Linked DNA regions of Mus musculus: region 2 is linked to region 1. Evidence: chromatin contacts called from public HiChIP or PLAC-seq data. All regions are on one chromosome and are shown on one strand. The core of a region is the stretch at or near the end of the contact, and the rest is flanking DNA. Distances in the headings are between cores, read along the strand shown.

Region 1 (3,225 bases), core at 275-2,774:
AACCTGGAATAGCCACTACAGGACTGAAGCTGTGTGTGTGTGTGGGGGGGTGGTGGTGAATGTTAAAGGAACAGTGTTTCCAGCTGCTGTGGGACAATGGGATATAGGAGGGTGCTGGAGCAATGTGCAGAATAGACAATAGATTTGGTGTTACATTCTAGAACACTCCACCAGAGTCTTCACAAGAGAAGGGTAGTAATAGGGACTGGTAAGAACTGGGACGAGGACACTGCTTTTCATAAAGTAAATGGGTTTTCTCTCTTTTACACAACACTCTTAAGAGAGAGAGAGAGAGAGAGAGAGAGAGTGTGTGTGTATACATATTTACACACACACACTCAGGTGTATATATATGTATATATACACTCAGGTAAAACACTCACATAAAATAAAATAGTGATTTGTTTTAGTTTGTTTTGTTTTGTTTGAGACAGGGTTTCTCTGTGTAGCCCTGGCTGTCCTGGAACTCACTCTGTAGACCAGGCTGGCCTTGAACTCAGAAATCTGCCTGCCTCTGCCTCCCAAGTGCTGGGACTAAAGGCGTGCTCCACCACTGCCCGGCTTCACTGTGCTTTTTATCTATTATACTTATAAATTAAAACATTATTGTGGGGGCTGGTGAGATGGCTCAGAGGGTAAGAGCACCCGACTGCTCTTCCGAAGGTCCAGAGTTCAAATCCCAGCAACCACATGGTGGCTCACAACCATCCGTAACAAGATCTGACTCCCTCTTCTGGTGTGTCTGAAGACAGCTACAGTGTACTTAAAATAATAAATAAATCTTTAAAAAAAAAAAAAAAACATTATTGTGTTGGAGACAAGACTTATTCAAATATGCTGAGATGGCCGATCTTCTTGTGCGGGCCCAAACGAAACAAGGGGTGGAGAGGACGACAGGCTAATAGAAATGGAAAGGAGAAAAAAAAAGACCTTTAACTGGAGCTAGTCATTTGGTTGGTATTTAGTTTTAATTCAATACATATTTATATAGCAGTTTTCCTATATCTGGAAGTAAGATACTTTATAATTTCTTCTCCCCAAGAGTCATCTGTTATGGGGTTCTGAGGTGCAGGCACTCTATTTTGCCACAGTTGTTCAGAAGCTTAAAATTATACTAAATGGTGTTTCTGAGAAACCATAGCAACTGAGTTCTGTTACACAAAATGTTTTCCCCTTTGAAGCCTAGGCTGATTCTTTTGTCTCCTGAAAAGCCTGAAAACTGTTCACTCACCACAGAGGCTTGCGCGTCCATCCACCTGGGGGCGCCAAGCACTCTTGTTCTTTTTGAGTCGTGAACCCCAGAGGACGTCGCTGCCTTTATAGATAAAGGTGATGTTTCTTTAAGAAACTTCCCCCCACTACAGGGCGGGGAACAAGACTGAGTCTACGTTGGTGGCCAAAATAGCTTGTAAGTCTTGCAATGGACTCTGGAACACTGAGTTTCGGTGCCTTGAGGTAAACGAGGACTGCGGGACGCCGGACTTCAATCCCCATAATGCCGGGCGTGAGCCCGCGGTGCTGCATGGGTAATCCTAGAGGTGGCGGCCATCTTGCGTATGAAACTGCTCCAGCCTCGCGTCTCTTTCCAGCTCCGTTTAATAGCTACGTTTTGGACGGTCTCTCGTCTTCCCGGAGGTTCGTGTGTTCGCGGAAGTTCTTTTTTTTTTTTTTTGGAGGGGGTGGAGTGGGGTGGGGGAGGGCTTGGAGAGGAAGATGGTGGAAGTGCTTACAGAGCGATGGGTCCCGGTGGAGGTGAGGGAGGTATTTCCGGTTTCGTCTGAGCGAACGGCTGGCGCCTGCACCTCCGGCTTTGACACAGCTCTCGCCTCACTGCGAGCGTGGAAGCCCCAAGAGAAGCCTGTCAGCCTTCGGGACCTCCCCGGATTCTTAGAAGGGATCTTGACGTTTTCCTTAGGGACGGAGAAGCCGGAGCGCCCCTGGCCTGGCAGCCCGCCCCCGGTCAGGAGGCCTTGGGGGCCCGGCAGGTAGGGCGCTGACGACGTCGGTCCACCCTGCTGCACTTGCTTGGTTGGCTCTTGACGTTAGATTGAGGACATGGGAGCATGTGGCCGAGGTGGGGGCTCTTTCCGGGAACCTGGCTTTTCTCCGCAGTTGGAGCTTCCTTCGTCTCTGCTAATGGCTTGTCGCCTTTCTTCTCGTTTGTAGGGTTTGGGTTTTGATTCCAAGAGCAGGCCAGATGTGACCAAAAGAGCGCTTTTGGTTTCTTAACGCCCCTCCCTCTATGACAAGAGAAGCGAAGTTGTGATTTTTTTAAAAAGACATAGTCTCTCCCAACCAGGCTGCTCTGCAACCCATTTGTGTAGCCAACCCATACTGGACTGGAAATCTATTGATAGGATTACAGGTTTGAGCTACCACGGCCTGTCAAGAGTAATTTTAATTACATTTATTGACAGGGTCTTGGGTAATACAGACTGACCTTGAACTTACTGTGTAGTCCAGGCTGGTCTTGAGCTCCTTTCAACACCTGCCAAATGCTAGTGTTGCAGTCATAGACCACCCTGCCTAAAAAGTGTATTTTTCAAGTTAGAGAAACTACTAGAAAAGATGAATGATTTGATTTTTAAAGTTTTCTGATTATTTTCCCTAAGCATAATTTGTATCATCACTAAAACTCAAAACTTTTTTTTTTCCAAATTATTACATTCAATTGGAAAACTGCTTTTATACTACTTAAAAGAAAAAGACCCCACAAAGACTGCGTTTTTAGTTAACCTGGTATTTGGATGCTAAAGAGAGATAATTGTTTGGAAGTTAAAGTATATACTACAAAAGACATGATGATTTTAAACAGGAAGGTATTTGTGGTACAGTGTACTGAAGGAAAATGAGATTTTGTAACTTGTGATTCATGTAAAAGAGTTGTCTATGAGCCCGGATGCCAGGGCAGGGCTCTTGACTGTAAAGATGAAAAGGAATGCAAGGACGCAGGCAAGGCTATCTTGTCTGAGTTGACACCATCTGGCTGGAACCTCCCCTCTGTCTATTGCCCCTTGGCGCCGGGTAAAGTCATACATCAACTGGTTGCTATGTGAACAAGATAAGCCCCCAGCCCACAAGAACAAAGTCCTGATGCCCTTTTGCTGAAGCCAATAGTGTGTCTAGTGTGTAGCTATGCTGAATTCCACACCCCTAAGCCCCTCACCCCATAAAAACCCCTAGCTTTTGAGCTTCGTGGCCGACATCCGTTATCTCCTGTGTGGG
Region 2 (2,951 bases), core at 332-2,831, 1.0 Mb before region 1:
GAAATTAATCAAATCATCAATGTAGTAAATGTGGTTTAACACAATAGGAGAACAAGGATTGGGTTCTGTTAGATAGCCCTGGTCTGCCTTCATCAAGTCCTACTGCGGCCTTATGAAGAAGTGAAGATGATACTGTGTGCAGATCCAGGGCCCTTACTGAAAGGTTAAGAATGAAGTAGAACAGAGGTCCATGCAAGTATGAGCTCAACTCCTTTTTACATTTTAATATTTTAATTCATCTATCAAAATAGTGTTTTGTGTGTGTGTGTGTGTGTGTGTGTGTGTGTGTGTGAATCCAGAGGACAACTTGCAAACAGGAGTTAATCTTTCCTTTTATCATGTTGGGAATTGAACTAAGGTCATCAGTGTTGGGAGCAAGTACCTTTACCCACTGAGATATCTCGCCAGCCCTTTGCCTTCTTCCTTATCGCAACTACGGAATTCTATGTGTGTGACTTGGTTATTTTAGGTAAAGGACTCTGAAGACTTCATGGTGAAATTAGGAAATTTCCTCAATACTTATGGCCTGAGAAATTATTAATTTTTTGTTTGTTATTTGCTTACATTATATTTGATGGTTAGAGGTGTTTTGACTGCATGTATGCCTCTGCATTACATGCAAGAATGTTGCAAGCAGAGGCCAGAGCAGGGTTTCAGATCCCCTGGGAATGGAGTTATAGATGATTCTGAGCTAACATGCAGATACTCGGGGAATCAAACCCAGGTCATGCAGAAGAGCAGCCAGTACTCTTGATCATGGAGACATCTCTCCAGCCTTTGTTTTTGATTTTATCATTTTTTTATTCGTGTGTGTGTGTGTGTGTGTGTGTGTGTTACCCGTAAAGGCTAGAAGATACCCATAGAGGTTAGAAGGTGGCATAAGATCCCCTGTAACTAAAGTTACAGGTAGTAAGCCACCCAAATGTGGATGTTAGGAAAGGAACTTTAGTCCTCTTACTGTGGAGCCATCTCTCCAGACTCAGTCTAAGAAATTCTTTACCCAAATGTTCTTACCTGAAAAAAGAAGCAAGAGTATGGGACCATGACAGGTAGCAGTCAAATATATGATGGTATATATATGTATATATATATATAAACATATATATTTATATATAATATATGTAACATATATATAATTCTGTCTTCTCTTTCATTAACATCCAACCTCTTCCATTTGTTTGTGGCCATTTCTGTTCTGGTCCAGGAACAAATAAATTTCATAGAAGCAAGAAGCTTCTCTCAGAAGCACCCAACACACTGCTGAAAGCTAAGGCAATCTTTCCTCCCAGCTGCCTGTGACACACCGGATCCAGCTGCCATCTCAATGCGAGAACGGCTTTAACTATTTTCTTTCATGTCGCTGTTCTGTTAATCTTTTACTACGTAGGTTGATTTTGCTTAAGGAAACATTGCCTATGGTTGAAAGTCAACACAGTCAAGAGAAAAGTAAATGGATTATCAGCCCTAAGTGTGCACATGTGTGCCTACACACGAATACAAACACACTAAGCCCTGCACAAAACACAGCTGATGTTTCTGGAGCAGCTCCTTGGCCTTTGCAAGCAGTTCCTGAGCCTGCGGTGGGCAGTAGAGGGCAGCAGTGACCCACCATTTCAAAGTTCCTCCTCCAAGGGGCACAGCACTGAAAACTCCAAGATAGGGCATACCACTTTCTTTTTTTGAGGCGGGGGTGGGTGGGTGGGTGGGGGTGGGGGTTGTGGGGGGTGTGGGGAGCAAAGGTTTGGAGGAAAACCTGTTGGCTTTATACATTTTTTTCCTTCAGGCGCCACGGACTGAAACAGGAAACTGAGGAGGTCGAATGAACCACTAGATGGCAGTGTTTCTGACAGACATTCCCACGTGCTTGAAGTGCAGCTCTATGAAAGTAAAGGTAAAAAAATAAGAAGGCAGTGAGAGGAACTTGCTGGAACACTCCTTTAATTCTGCCGCTTGGGAGGTAGAGACAGGCGGAGATCTGTGAGTTCGAGGCCAGCTGGATTCCAGGACTGCCAGGGCTGTGACTCAGAGAAACCAAAGAGTACGAAATATTTATCAAGGGCTTCTTATGTGCAAAGCAACGTGGAATTTTATCTTTCTATGCTCGTATCAACATGATGAGTTAGGCAAGAACAGAGGTTTAAAATACGTAAATTACTACATAAACTACGAACCCAGGTATACATTTACCACGTGGGCCATCCTCTCACTCCTGTTTTGCTCTATAGTTAAGTTACAGTATAGTCCTCATTTTGAAGAAGGGAAAAATGAGGCCACAAAAACTTGTATAACTTGTTCACGGTCACACAAGGCTATTAATGCCAAGACTCCTGTCAGACCACAGCAAGTTGGTCTTTTTCTGAAACCTAACGCTCTTACCTCCATATATATAGATTCATATGCAGCTAGAGACACGAGTTCCAGGGGAGGGGGGGTATTGGTTAGTTCATATTGTTGTTCCACCTGTAGGATTGCAGATCCCTTCAGCTCCTTGGGTACTTTCTCTAGCTCCTCCATTGGGGGCCCTGTGATCCATCCAATAGCTGACTGTGAGCATCCACTTCTGTGTTTGCCAGGCTCCAGCATAGTTTCACAGGAGACAGCCATATCTGGGTCCTTTCAGCAAAATCTTCCTAGTGTATGTGTATTAGTCAGGGTTCTCTAGAGTCACAGAACTTATGGATAATTTCTAAATAGTAAAGGAATTTATTGATGACTTACAGTCGGCAGCCCAATTCCCAACAATGGTTCAGTCGCAGCTGTGAATGGAAGTCCAAGGATCTAGCAGTTACTCAGTCTCACGCAGCAAGCAGGCGAAGGAGCAAGAGCAAGAGCTAGACTCCCTTCTTCCAATGTCCTTATATTGTCTCCAGCAAAAGGTGTAGCCCAGATTAAAGGTGTGTTCCACCACACCTTTAATCCCAGATGAAAGGCATAGCCCAGATTAAAGGTGT

What was found. HiChIP or PLAC-seq counts read pairs in DNA pulled down with a chosen protein or histone mark.
Region 2: a contact with region 1 is called in an H3K4me3 HiChIP or PLAC-seq map of stem cell-derived neural progenitor cells, with 16 times the contacts expected there. The contact joins the enhancer-like site here to the promoter of N4bp2l2 in region 1. A contact is called at or near these places in 19 of 39 promoter capture datasets (the 3T3-L1 cell line, 3T3-L1-derived adipocytes, the C10 cell line and 11 more), 2 of 15 datasets of contacts at CTCF or cohesin (large pre-B cells and pro-B cells), 14 of 484 Hi-C or Micro-C datasets (the Ba/F3 cell line, the C2C12 cell line, the G1E-ER4 cell line and 7 more) and 7 of 115 datasets of contacts at active chromatin or transcription factors (T-cell acute lymphoblastic leukemia, astrocytes, embryonic forebrain and 4 more).

Annotation. Positions count from the first base shown.
Region 1 is chr5:150,663,911-150,667,135 of GRCm38.p6, reverse strand. It overlaps N4bp2l2 (NEDD4 binding protein 2-like 2), which reads left to right and starts at 1,524. Exons shown (of 6, transcript NM_201369.3): 1 at 1,524-1,635.
Region 2 is chr5:151,685,676-151,688,626 of GRCm38.p6, reverse strand. No RefSeq gene overlaps it. Among named protein-coding and RNA genes, the nearest start is that of Gm24242, 13 kb to the left of the region's middle. Within about 2 kb of position 1,581, at least 53 of the 459 cell types and tissues checked have an H3K27ac peak or open chromatin away from gene starts, as enhancers often do. A contact at or near this core is called in the C2C12 cell line, the G1E-ER4 cell line, liver and 3 more, where this site is marked.